Linked DNA regions of Zea mays: region 1 is linked to region 2. Evidence: chromatin contacts called from public Hi-C data. All regions are on one chromosome and are shown on one strand. Each heading gives the region's core, a stretch centred on a gene start, on an enhancer-like site or on the middle of the called end of the contact. The rest is flanking DNA. Distances are from core to core; before and after follow the strand shown.

What was found. A called contact is a pair of places that touch in the nucleus more often than the background predicts.
Region 1: a contact with region 2 is called in a Hi-C map of tassel, with 2.1 times the contacts expected there. The contact joins the promoter of LOC103627411 here to the promoter of LOC100283282 in region 2. A contact is called at or near these places in 7 of 25 Hi-C or Micro-C datasets (bundle sheath, ear, endosperm and 3 more).

What each region holds. Positions count from the first base shown.
Region 1 is chr5:188,072,665-188,079,228 of Zm-B73-REFERENCE-NAM-5.0, reverse strand. It overlaps LOC103627411, which reads left to right and starts at 4,380. Exons shown (of 2, transcript XM_008647706.2): 1 at 4,380-5,492; 2 at 5,588-6,373. The coding sequence starts at 4,484. The coding sequence ends at 6,078.
Region 2 is chr5:187,870,640-187,877,078 of Zm-B73-REFERENCE-NAM-5.0, reverse strand. It overlaps LOC100283282 (adenine phosphoribosyltransferase 2), which reads right to left and starts at 2,772. Exons shown (of 7, transcript NM_001156184.2): 1 at 2,531-2,772; 2 at 2,292-2,402; 3 at 796-888; 4 at 183-335. The coding sequence starts at 2,714.

The DNA.
Region 1 (6,564 bases), core at 3,131-5,630, 200 kb before region 2:
AACTATTAGCAACTAATGAATTTAAACATAGCGTAAATAACTCTAGAAACATCTGTAAAACAACAAATAAAACTCTTGATAGTTTTTTTCTAAGGAGTAAGTAAAGTTGAGGGAACAATGCAAAAGACACGCAGGAACCCTGGCGGTTTGATGCAAATATGTTTTTCCTTTTTTCAACACATTGAAAAATGTATTAGGCTCTCTCCAAACGCTCACATGCTGGTGCGGGTATCGAATGCGTCCAACGGTGCCCTGTATACGGTGTTTCTTTTATTTTTAATCACACCAATATTAACCATGTTTAAGCCTCGTATGGTAATAATATGTATTAGAGTAGTATTGTAGAGTTTTTAAAATTTGAAAAAAATAAATATATGTTAATTAATTAAGTTATAAACTTAGACTCTGTTTGGAAGTGTAGTGTTTTGCAGTTTTAAAACAATACTATGATATTTGATGATACTATAATATTAGAACTCAAAATGTGTTTGATTTGTTCAGGCAAAACACAGTTTTAAATACCACGTTTACCTAAAACCGTGGTATTTTTGGAGTTTTCGAAACTCCACTCACCACTTCAGGTTCCTTCTCTTCTCTCTAAATATACTTTGTTTTTCCAATGGAACCAAATAGATCTTGATTTTGAGCAATATGGTATCTCAAAAGTATAGTATTTCAAAACTACATTTCTAAATAGGCCCTTATAGTATATAGGGAGAACGAACTATATGTATGAGAAGAATCTTATAGAGGGAAATAGTAAATTAGAAGTATAGATAATGGGAGATGTATAAGGAGAACTGGAGAACGTTATTCGAATTAAGTTAGAATAGTTATACTATACAAAAGATGCGTTTCCGGCCTAAAGGTCTCCAGAATAATTATAGCTACGAACTGAACCATCCTAATGTACCAACTTCAAATTTGGTATTGTATAAAATAGCAGACAAGCGAGATAAACAATGACACGTGAAACTATGAAATGGGCTTACCGGATCCAAATGCTTTCAGAACGACAATAAATAGTATCCTGAGAAACAAAAAGACACCCGCGCTGACTGAAAGGGACTAAAAATAAACACAACGGAAATCTTGATGACTAGTTTGGGAGTTCAAAAACTAGAGATGGTAGATTTTAATCATTTCTCTAACAGATCTTTTAAAGAGGCAGATTGTTTGTAGAGAGCTCAAAAACCCCTCGTTTGTAGCTACAAACGAGAGAGTTTTAAAGTCTATGAAAAAGTTGGAAGTATTTTAGGAGAACTGTTGGAGACATGTTTTTGTTTTTTTTTTTCTTAAAAAACTTGATTTAAAAGAGACTTATGAGAAGCTCTTGAAGATGCTTTTAGAGTGGCTAAATTTTTCTTTTTATTCAATATTATATAAGAGGAGATTTTAGTCACTCTAATCCAATCCCCCAATTGTTTACCTTTCAAACTAGCCGTGAGAGCGTGAAGGGCCAACAGCCGCTTGCGAGCCAATATATTCTATTCCGTGTGTGCAAAGCCAATATATTTTTTTTATGTCAGTTCAAGCAAAGACCCAGAACCGCCCTTCACGTGAGAACGCTTCCATACCACGTGCCATTGATTAGTGCCAAAGATGAAGGGGATTATATATAGAGAGAGAAAGGTTTAGGAATTCAGAAGGCAACAACATGATCAGGCGGTCGTCAGGCCGGCACATCTGACGTGAGCTTCGACACCGGTTCACCGGAAGGCCGACGCTGCAGAAAAAGAACCAATACTTTTCTTATCTGGGGAAAAGAAGATCTCTCATGTGCACTCTGCGTTGCGTACGTTCACCCGTTGTTTTGCACCTCTTGAGTCTTGAATCCTGTCAAACGGCATCACCAAGGTGTGAAGTCGAGAGATGTTAAAACGTCGAAACATCTTACAAAAACGACGTGGAAAAAGTTTTGTGTGGCTGTCCACTCCAAGGCATCATTTTTTGGTTCCCCACATGAAACGAGGTTGTGAGACTTCATCACTTATCAGTTACCTTGTTGATGGAAAGATTTATTTTTTCTCCTGGGATTCGATGTTTGTGTCACTGAACTCTGCTGTAGATTTTAACGATGTACAAGTTAAACTCTCTTCCAATGGAAATGTTTAGCATTATAAAATGCATGCATGTCAAGGAAACTACATATCCAGTTATGTATTTTAAAATAAAAACTATTCCATCCATCCTAAAATAGTATTCGTAATTCATACAATATTTGATGTATATATTTTATATGTGTCTAGATTTATTGACATCCATTTGAATATAGACAAAAAATAAAGTACTAAAACGACTAATATATTGGAACGGGGGACATATTATGCAGTCAAGGTTTCCGTGTAATAATGGTCATACAATTAAACTAACAAAAATTCATAAAAACACACAAAACAATTATGACATATTTCATTTTTTGCTTCAGGATAGAGTTTTCTATTTTTTTATGTCTAGTAACATATTAAATGCTAAGTCCTAATTCATAGTTTTTTATATCTCTTAGAATGTTTTCAGCATACAATGAATTAGAACTTAAAACTTTATATATTGGTAGGACAAAAAAATAATGTACATATATAAATGTTTTAATAAATTTCATAACCTATGATAATTTAAATGTACGGAAAGCTCGATTGCACATTTTTTTCTTTTTAAAAAACGTCAATGGTTTACTGATGATTTTGTTTGTAAGTTCCTCGTATAAGAGAAGTAGTGGAAGTTTTATCTCTCGTCCTTCACTTGCAAAACTAGATCATTTTGTCATCGCATAATGATTAGGAAAGTGATAGTAACTGATCAACTACTGCTAGTTACCATAAATCTTATCAAATACCCGTTTTTCTTTAAAGAAATGCTACATGTACAACAGGTACCCTAAAGCTTCAATATGAATCATGTAATGTAGCCGCACTTTTTTTGTTAGGTTGATACTTAAGGGACGATATTTATTTTTGTACAAAATAAAACTGTAAAAACTGTCAAGTATGCCAATGTTTTGAAATATTAACAGGCACGTAGTTCTTAATTCCATGTTTCATTATTATTGTATCATCAACTAATTTTATATACTAGTTTTAAAAATAGTGCAATATTTTATTAGGACTTGTTTGATCCTCTCAACTTCTATAAGTCGCAATACCAGTGGTATTTTAGCTTTTATAAGCTATACTAGATGATTGGTTTCTAAGTAACTACTCCATCAGTCCATCTACTCCTATGTTATAAGATGGATTGTTTGGATGAACATGATTTTTCTTAGCAAGGTTCTATATAGCTCTAGCAGTGCCGAATAAATCTTTATTTCGCGGTATATATGGTCGTGTCAACTGTATTCTCCAATCGATAGGATCACACAAGGTCTTAATCTAACATCAAAATTTATCACAGTAAAACTGAGTAATATCTACGAATAAGTGAATTCAAGATTCTAAATTTTTGCCAAAATTACCATCATTGACTTCCAAATGCAGAAAATCATTATTAACGATGCAAATAAATACATTCATTTCCTCAAGCAACTAATAAAATCGTGATTCTACCGTTCGATCATGTCATCCTTGGGTATATGATATCCTACTCCCAACAAAGTGTCGTGTATATGCTTGGTTCCAATTTAAGATCTAAAAATGTCAAATGTTCAGTGAATCTCGCCTTTATGATTGAAAATTCTCGCATGACCATTAAATAATTTCGAATGTGTGCCACGTTAAAAGTTTTCGCACGTCACGTCACCAACCTAACCCGCACCGTGCAACGTGCTGGTGTGCCCGTTGCAAATAAGCGCCAATTCGATCAACCCCTGAGCAAAATAAACCCACACCTGCAGCATCACGCCGATGCGTGCGGCTTCCGCCCAATTTAAAACCCCTCCAGTCGTTGTTTTGCCTGTTTTTTGTTGAGGCGGTCAGCGTTCCGTGGCCGCGCCAGCCTTCCGAGACCCTCCACCAAACCAGGCTCCAAGAACGCCACAACAACAGCACGCAGAAAGAATCAACCGGCCGCACCACAAAGAGCATCGTGATTCGTGACCATGTCCGCCGCCGCTCCATCGACGCAGCCCCGGTCTTCTCAGTAGAGATGGCCAAACGGGCCGGCCCGGCCCGGCCCGGCCCGGGCACGGTGAAGCCCGGCCAAAACCGGGCCGGGCCTGCTGAGCCAGCGGCCTTAAGTTTCTGTCCAAGCCCGGCCCGCAGCGGGCCTAAACGGGCCGGGCACGAAAAAACGGGCCGAAAAGCGGGCTAAACGGGCCGAAAAGCACGTTTTAGTGTAAAAAAAACGGGCTTAACGGGCTTAGAGGTAAACGGGCCGTGCCGGGCTAGCCCGCCGTGCCTAGTTTCCTGTCCAAGCCCGCCCGCTTATTCTACCGTGCCGGGCTCGGACCGGGCCCAAAAAGCGGGCTTCGTGCCGGGCTCACGGGCCTCGTGCTTTTTGGCCATCTATACTTCTCAGTGAGCAACAGCGGGAGGAACGTGCGTGCAGTATGGCGGCGCTGTGGCTTAAGCTGCTGCTCGCCGTCGGGCTCCCCATCGCGGCGCTGATCGCGGTCGTGTTTCTGGTGTACCGGCGTAGGAGCTTGCCCCGTAATGCGCCGCCGGCGCTGCCAGAAGTTTCCCCTACGGCCGTTGCGGAGCCGACGGCGAGCCCCGGGCTGGCGAAGCTCAACATGAGGTACAACGCCGCCAGCGGCCGCGTGGGGCTCCGGTTCCAGCAGTTGCACCAGCACCAGCACCACGCCCGCGTCGACGCGAGGCACCGTGGCTCGGGCGGCGGCGCGCAGCAGGGCCCGTTCCAGTGGGCCGACCACCCGCGGCTGGTGACCGAGGCGGCGGAGAACGGGTGGGCGCAGTTCGTGTTCGCGGTGGCGCCGCCGCGGTCCAAGTCCAAGTCCGCGTCGTCGTCGCCGCTGTGGGGGACGTGCCCGCTCTGCGACGCCGGGACGAGCCGCGACATGGCGGAGGCGGCAGCGTGGGAGCTGCCCATGGGATCGTCCGAGCGGATGCAAGCGGTGCGGCTCGACCCGGCGGCCGCCGCCGCGTCCAGCAGGAAGTGGCTCCCCGGGAGCAACCCGAGCCCGCTCCGCGGCGACACGGACGCGGGGAACCCCAACGCGCTGTGCCTCGCCAGGATGAGCCTTCCGCTGCCGGGCCCGCCCCTCGCCGGCGCGCCGTTCCCGCAGGACGCCTACTTCGAGATCACCATCATCTACCTGAACACGAAACGGCCGGAGTGGTCCGCGTCGAGGGCGAGCAGGCGTGGGCGGGACGGCTCCAGCGAGAGCGACCGCGTCAAGCTCGTCAGTTTTGCACCTGCCGCCAAGAACCCGGTCCAAGAAAACAGAGCCGTCAAGGACGACGAACAGGATAAACGGAGGCATTTGGTCATGTCGCTCGGCCTCGCCACCGCGTCCGCCGCTCCACAACGGCCGTCGCTGGTCGGAACGTACGCGTCGTCCATCGGCTTCCATTCCGACGGCGCGGTCTACCTTGACGGTAAGTATTAGCATTTAGCAGAGCACATAAAGCACGCTGCTGCTTCAACGATCCATGAGCGCGATAAAGAGTTTGATTTCGCTGAATGGTTTCAGGGATGAAGCTGGTGTACGAATCGGACAAGTCCTCGTGGGCGGGCGTGGACAAGGTTGTGGGGTGCGGCTTCGAGCCGGCGAAGCGCAAGGTGTTCTTCACGGTGGACGGGCAGCTGGTCCACGCCGTGAGCTGCAACGCGGAGGCGTTCTCGAGCCCGCTATACCCGGTGCTGGCCTCCAGCTTCGACGTGATGGCGCTGGTCAACCTCGGGCAGAGCAAGTTCCGGTACGCGCCGGGCAACGCGCGGCGCACGGCCAACCCGTGCTTCGTACGCGCCGCGTCCACGGTGGACGCCCGCGGCAGCGGCTCGATGGGCCTCGACTTCGACGACAGCGGCGAGCTCTTCTCCGTGGGCCGCGTGGACTCCGGGTGGCTGGAGACGGCGAAGACGAGCAGGAGCAGGAAGGAGAGCGTCGGCGGCTCCGGCGCGGCGTCCGTCGGCGACCCGGAGGCCGAGTCCGACCTGTTCGAGATCCCGCTACGAGACTGACGAACAGCGGAGACCGACAGGTGGCCCATTTGTCAAACAGGAATTAGGTGTAGTAATGGCGAATGGTCACGGCGATACTGACACACATGCTTAGGAGTTAGGGCACGCAGCTTGATTTGGCCGCTATTAAGTTGTTGTTCTGCTGCTGGTGATGTATCATAGTCTAGCTGCTGTTATCTAGATGTGAAGAAGTATTATATAGGTCGGTTAAAAGGATGAAAAGCTTGTCTTATGCAATGAGCTTTTGGTTCGTTGTTTTCTTCTTTTATATTATACCCTGGTGCGTGTCTCTTTATCCTTATGCTTTCATTGCTCAAGTTGTACATATATATGGTGGAGATAGATTCTAGAACTATAATTTCGAATAAAGAGGAGGAAAGAAGCGGCTAGAAAAAAATAAAAACCACACAATCTGAAAAGTTGAATCTTCCTGTGATTCACATTTGCATATAGCTAATAATGGTATCTCTTTTTACCTTGATTTGT
Region 2 (6,439 bases), core at 1,523-4,022:
ATCAACAGTGTGTCGTGAATGTGCGAACAGAGACGGCTGTGTGAAGCTTTAGAGATATGTAACAATCGCAAGATACCCTTTGCTGTGGACATCACACATAGGTTGCCGTGTAACTAATCGTCATGTATGCTTTTTCATGTAGCTGATGCATAAAGCTGAAATATAGCAGTGCAGTGACGTACCAAGAAGCCTGATTGCAGCACAGAGCGTCCCTCCCGTCGCGACCAAGTCGTCGGTGATCAGCACGCGCTCACCAGGTCGTTCGATGGCTCCGACATGCATCTCTAAGCAATCGGTCCCGTACTCGAGAACGTATTTCTCGGAGATCACCTCGCCTTCCATGTTTTCAAGAGAAGGATGTTAGCACATGCACAGAATCTCTTGGGGGAATAGAACAACTGGACAAGAGTGCACAATGATCTCGCGTAACAGTCTGATCCATGCATTTCTTAATTTCCCGTCGTGGGCTGCATGCACAAAAAGGATCAGGCCGGAGAAGCAACTTTGGTGTCAGAGAGTATGGGGCGGGACCGTACTTTTACTGCCTTCTAAGCAACTAGTACTCTCACTAAACATACTCGGTCCACGAAAGCTAACGTTTTTGGGCACTAGAAAAGCATTTTAGGACCAAGAGAGTATAAGACACATGCTTAGAAGGGTACTACATCCATTCTTAATATTTGTCACTGGTTATTTCATTTTTGAACTAAAATATGACAAATAAATAAAAAGAGCGGATAGAGTATATGGAAATGGATTCAAAATCAAAACAGAAACATGTTGAAGGAGTCTCACCGGGGAGCTTCCTAGGCTTGCGCAAAGGTATGAACTTGGCGCCAATAGCCAATGCGACTGCCGGGCCAAATATGAAGCCCCTGGCCTCAATCCCTGGAAGAGTAGAGTGTCAAGCAAGGAGCCACAACACACAAGTCAGAGCTAGCGCAACGCAAGTGCTGGTGGATGGAAACATGATGAATGGCCTGGCACTGCCAAGTAATGAGACAATAATATCTGACAAAAGATTCGGCCACATAAGCAACAGCAGCGACACGTTGAAGCATGAAGCTCGTGTTTTTTAAAAAGAAAAAAGAAAAAAGAAATGGAATGGACGGAAAGGCGAGAGGGAAAGAAAACCAAAAAAACTCAGGAACCAAAGGGCGCAGAAGCGGACAGAGGATCCAACAAGCAACAGAGCAAAATCTCAGAAGCAGTACTTTGCAGCGATAACGACAGCGGATCGGGTGACATCAGGGCGCGGCAGCAGCAGAGAAGCGATGCATGACGGGCGTATACCACGGGGTGGGTGTCCCCCGCGCCGCTCGATCACGTGCGCCGGCTGCCGCAGCCGTCCGATCGCGCGGGGCCACGCCGGACGCTGCGGCATGCTGCCGCGGCCTTGACCCCCCCATTGCCATTGGTCCCTGCCGCGGGACCGGATCTGTGCCCGTAGCAGGCCTCCTTCTATACGTGTGCGGTGTGCCTGCCACTGCCACCCCCGCCCCGATACGCTACTGGATGCGGCAGATTCCGGACGCGGCCGCGGCGGGAAAGCCTGGAAAGGCGCGCCCAGGTCATGTGCCTAGACAGACGGACGGACGGAGGGAGGGAGGGGAAGGACGCTGCGCCAAACATTCTGCCACGAGCGCATGCACGCCCTGTGGCCCTGTGCTGCGTGCATGGCGGGTTCGCCGGTTCAATGTCTACTGGCTGTCTGGCAGTGGCAGCGCCAAGCGTGCACTCAACCCACACCGGCAGACGAGGTTAACCACACGCCGTTCCATGCGCCACGGCCACGGCACATGCACACGGCCGGGGAGGAGACGGGCCCGGCTGTCAGCGGCGGTCCAGCGCGATCTCGCGCATTTATTATCGGTCTCTGCAGCCTTTTAGTAGGATCTGCCTTGCACACCTGGCGCCGGATGGATATGGCAGGCGGGGCGGAGCTGGGCGAAACGCAAATCCAGCAACAGTGGCGTGGGAGGATTATTATGATATGATCCTCCCGAGGAAAGAAAGCAGGCCCGAGCTGCAACGCGAGCGCGAGCGAGAAAAAGGCGGGACGGACGCCGGCAACGACAAAAGCGCGGGGGGCGCAAAAAGGACCGAGGGAGATCTCCCCCAGAGATTTTACGGAATCTCAGAACTCTGCCCACAACAGCTCAGCGCGACAGCGACGTGCCGCTTCAGGCACCGCCGCCGGATACTGGTCGTCGAGTCGACCGGCCGGAAGAGACGAATCGAGGCGAGGCCAGGGGAGGTGCGGTGTCCGTCGGGCTGTGCTGGTTACGTACCGGCGACGGCGTCGATGCGCATCCCGCGGTAGCGCTCGACGAACAGGTCGACGGCGTCCTTGAACACCCTGGGGCGCAGCAGCAGCGTGGTGATGTCGTTGAACATGATGCCTGCAGCGTCCCGTGGCCCCCAACGACGGCGCATGCAGAGCAAGGAAGGCGTTACTGGCGGGCGGCACAATTGGCAGCAGAAGGCGTGTGGAGAGGAGTGAGCGAGTGAGTGAAGAAAGGCGTAGTACCGTGCTTGGGGAAGTGCGGCACGACGCGGATGGCGTCGGAGATGCCCTGCAGCCGGGGGTCAGCGGCCGCCTCCTGGGCCACTACCTCCGCCACAGCCGGCGCGCGTCCGTTCTCCTTGGCCGGCCTGGCGTTGGTGGCGGCCTCCATCGCGCTGGCAGCGTTGCAGCTGGCCTCTTCACCCATTATTTCCTCTCTCGCTCGATGGGGCTCGGGTCGGTCCAAGCTCCAAGCTCCTCTTCGACACCGCCCTTTATTGTTGCTTGCTGGACCGGTGCGCCCGCGGCGTATATATATAGCCGAGGCAGAGAGCAGAGCAGGGCTACTAGCCGGGTGGGGGGAATGGAGTGACTACTACTACTACTGAGTACTGACTAGTGAGAAGCACCAGCCCGGGCCTCGGGTTGCCGGATCGGGACGGGAGAAATTAAACCGGGGCAGACGTTACCGTCCACGCGGCCAACGGGCTGCGGACACGGCGATCAAGCAGTACGGCGGCACGGTCATGCCGAAAACCTGGGACGAAGTAACGGGGGGCTGGCCGGGTGGGTTGGGTTGGGTTGGGTGACATAAGTGCAGTGGTGGTGACGCCGTGGTACTGCTAATCTAGTAGGACACCGGCGCGGCGCGGCACTGCACGGCAGGCAGGCAGGCAGGCCCAACCCGACGAGCCGTGGTGGAGTGGAGGGTGTGTACCCACACAAGCGCTTCAAATCCGGACGCCGTGCGGTGCGGTGCGGTCCGGTGGCTACTGCCTAGGCTAGCCCCAAGTGGAGCAGCGGCTGCGCCCTACTAGGCCACTGTTAAGTAAACGAAACGCGCTCCCCGTTTTCTTTCCCTTTTCCTCTCTGAAACGGCTAGGCCTAGGCGCGCTGCTCATCAATACTGGGGCCAGGGCGCGAAGCTTTTCACGAAAAGAGAAAGAGGCACGCCCCCAGTAACCCTCCCTGGCTCACATTTGTCACGTACTACAACTGTACAAGTAGTAGGGGCACAGCGCACACACCGAGATATATAGAGAGAGAGAGATTGTGTGCCTATGCGGCTATGCCTATGCCTATGCACGTACTAGCGCATAGTCGTACGGGGGCTATGCGTGCTGTGGGCTGCCGTGCCACCACTGCTCGTCCTCGAGGGAGGCCAAGACGAGGAGCCCCCGGCGCAGTGCAGTGCGGTGCGGCGCGGGAAATATTTGCGATCTGGAAAGGACGGACAGAACCCGCCGGAAGAGATGATCCATCGTCGCCAAACTCCTCGATCAGTGAGAAAAACGCTTCTCGACGTTTTTATCCCGGTCAAGGCCCAAGGGTGATTTCTGAATTCTGATCTCCGACGCCGGCGCCAACTTCGTGATTATACAGTTTGGAGTAGTCGCAGGGGATGCGATGAAAGGCCACGCGCTCGCGCTGGCATCGTTGCCACGTTACTGTTTTCCAGACAGTTGTTGTTTACTATTCATCAGTACCGCCCTGTGGCTGGGAGCAGCCGCTAGTCCGCTACAGTATCGATGGAGGTAGTAGCCAGGGCCCAGGTGGTGTGTGTGTGTGGGGGGGGGGGGGGGGGGAGCCATGTTACTGGCATTTTGCAAGTGCGGTTGCCCTTACCAGGAGGACGCGATCGCGTCAGTGATCGATCCAGGAACTGCTCCGGTAGTACGTCCTCGATTTCCACTTGGTTTTTGGCATCCGGTCCTCCTGCTCTCGACCGGGCTGACGGGCTCTACAGCAAGCATAGATGTCCAAATAGACGTGTCAGTCGTGGCAATCCGTGCCACGCCACGGTACAGTTTTAACTTTTTTTAATGGCTAGTTTAAATTCATTCAATAAAATAACTTATTTAGGGGGTGTTTGGTTTATAGGGACTAAACTTTAGTCCCTACACTTTATTCCATTTTAATTCATAAATTGTTAAATATGGAAACTAAAATAGAGTTTTAGTTTCTATATTTAGTAATTTAGGGACTAAAATAGAATAAATTGAGGGACTAAACATTAGTCCCTAGAAACCAAACACCCCCTTAGTTTGAAATTTGTCATTCCACCACTTTCCAAAATTAAGATATAAGTTTAATTCAAATTCATAGGGTGAATGATGAGAAATAATTTTATATATTAGTTGAATTTATTTCTATTCTATAACTTATATGACACTCTTAGTTTCACACATTCATAGTAAAAATATAGCACATAAATATCTCCGACATCTTTCTAATAATAGTATATAAATATATTTTGCATAAAATCGAATTAGGTTAATTAATATAATGCCTAAATTATTATTGTTAGAATGGAATTCAATTCTAATGATTCAAACGAGACGTAAGAGAAATTAGTTTGTTTTCCTTGGTAAAATTGAAATCCCTTGTGAAAGCATTATTCCCAAACTAGCCCTACCGGATCCTCTTAAGTTTTTCCTATATACCTACTGTATACCTACTATACAGTTAACCTCACCTAATTTTCATCGTTTACTTTTCTTCTTCCTCCCTAAACTCTCCTCCTACATAAATATCATTTTCCAACTCTATTTATCATCTATTTTACTATTTTTGTTCTAAACCAACAAATAATGGCGTCCACGTCCGAGGGAACAGGACAGGAACAGTTCCGTCTTCATCTAGCGTTTGGTCGTATGCAACCAGAGAGAAGGGGAGGACATAGCGCTGCACTACGATGGAAACGAGCCGACTCGCTCGCTGCGGCTCGCTCGTGTAACGAGTCGAGCTCGTTCATCTGACGAGCTTGATATAGCGGCTCGACTCGCCTCGCTACTGGCTCGCCGAGCCAACGAGTCTAGCTATAAACATAAATTTGCTCTCTAAATTATAATATAAAATCTTAAAAATATATTAAATAGCATGGTTTAAATTAGTAAAATAGATATATATATTACTAATATAATATAGAAAATACATTAATTTTGTATAGTAATCCGAAATAACATAAATGAATTGTCTGCTTAGTACTAATATTGTATGCTAATTATAATTTTATGTACCAAATTATTGTTGGGTCGAGCCATGAGCTAGCTCGCGAGCTGCAGCGAACCGAGCCAAGCTGGCTCGCTCTTTTCACGATCCACAAAAACAGGCTTGACTCAGGCTTGTTCTGAGCGTCGAGCCGAGCTACTGTGAGACCGAGCCAGCTCGTCGAGCTCGATTTTTTTTTCGAACCCTACGCTGCAGCTTGAGGAGAGGATAAGGGGAGCGGGTGGCAAGAGCAAAGCGATGCAGGCGGTCTAAGTACGGATCTAAAATGCAACACGAGCTAATTTTGTTTTGTATTTTCTTTGTAATGATATGTATATTGTGCTTGACTAATAGTGTGAAAATATAAAAACGTTTTTGTTCCATTGGCTAGGTGGTGTGTGATTCTGTGGTTAAAGGTAATAATCATTGTTTTAACTTCCATTTGTGCATATTTTTAGCTTAGCCTTATGGGATGCATAGTTATCGTATAGATAGTCGTCCTCTTGAAAACCTCTTGGATTCTACCTTAGGTTTTCGTTGCTTGACGAACAGATGCTCCAAACACATGATAATACTCCCTCCGTTTCCAAAGTAGTATTCGTTTTAGTTCTTTATTTTTATGTCTGTTGTTGGTCACTTGTTCTCAAATACTGTGAATTAAGAACAAGACAACACAATTATTAGATGTCAAGTACCTTTGTCCTCCAAAGCTTCATATCCTTTGATACGATGATTTTCAGACGAAGGTCGTGAAGAACGTGTCTTTGTCATTTACAATAATGAGAGTACATAGAGATAGTGAATGTAGCCCTTCAGTTTATTCATATATGTATTTCATAATGTACACACGAACATTAACAGAATTTACATTACAATGATACTTCGGCTTGTTCGAATGTGCTGATGCGAGAGCGATTACAATTCAGCGTGAATAGTACGATG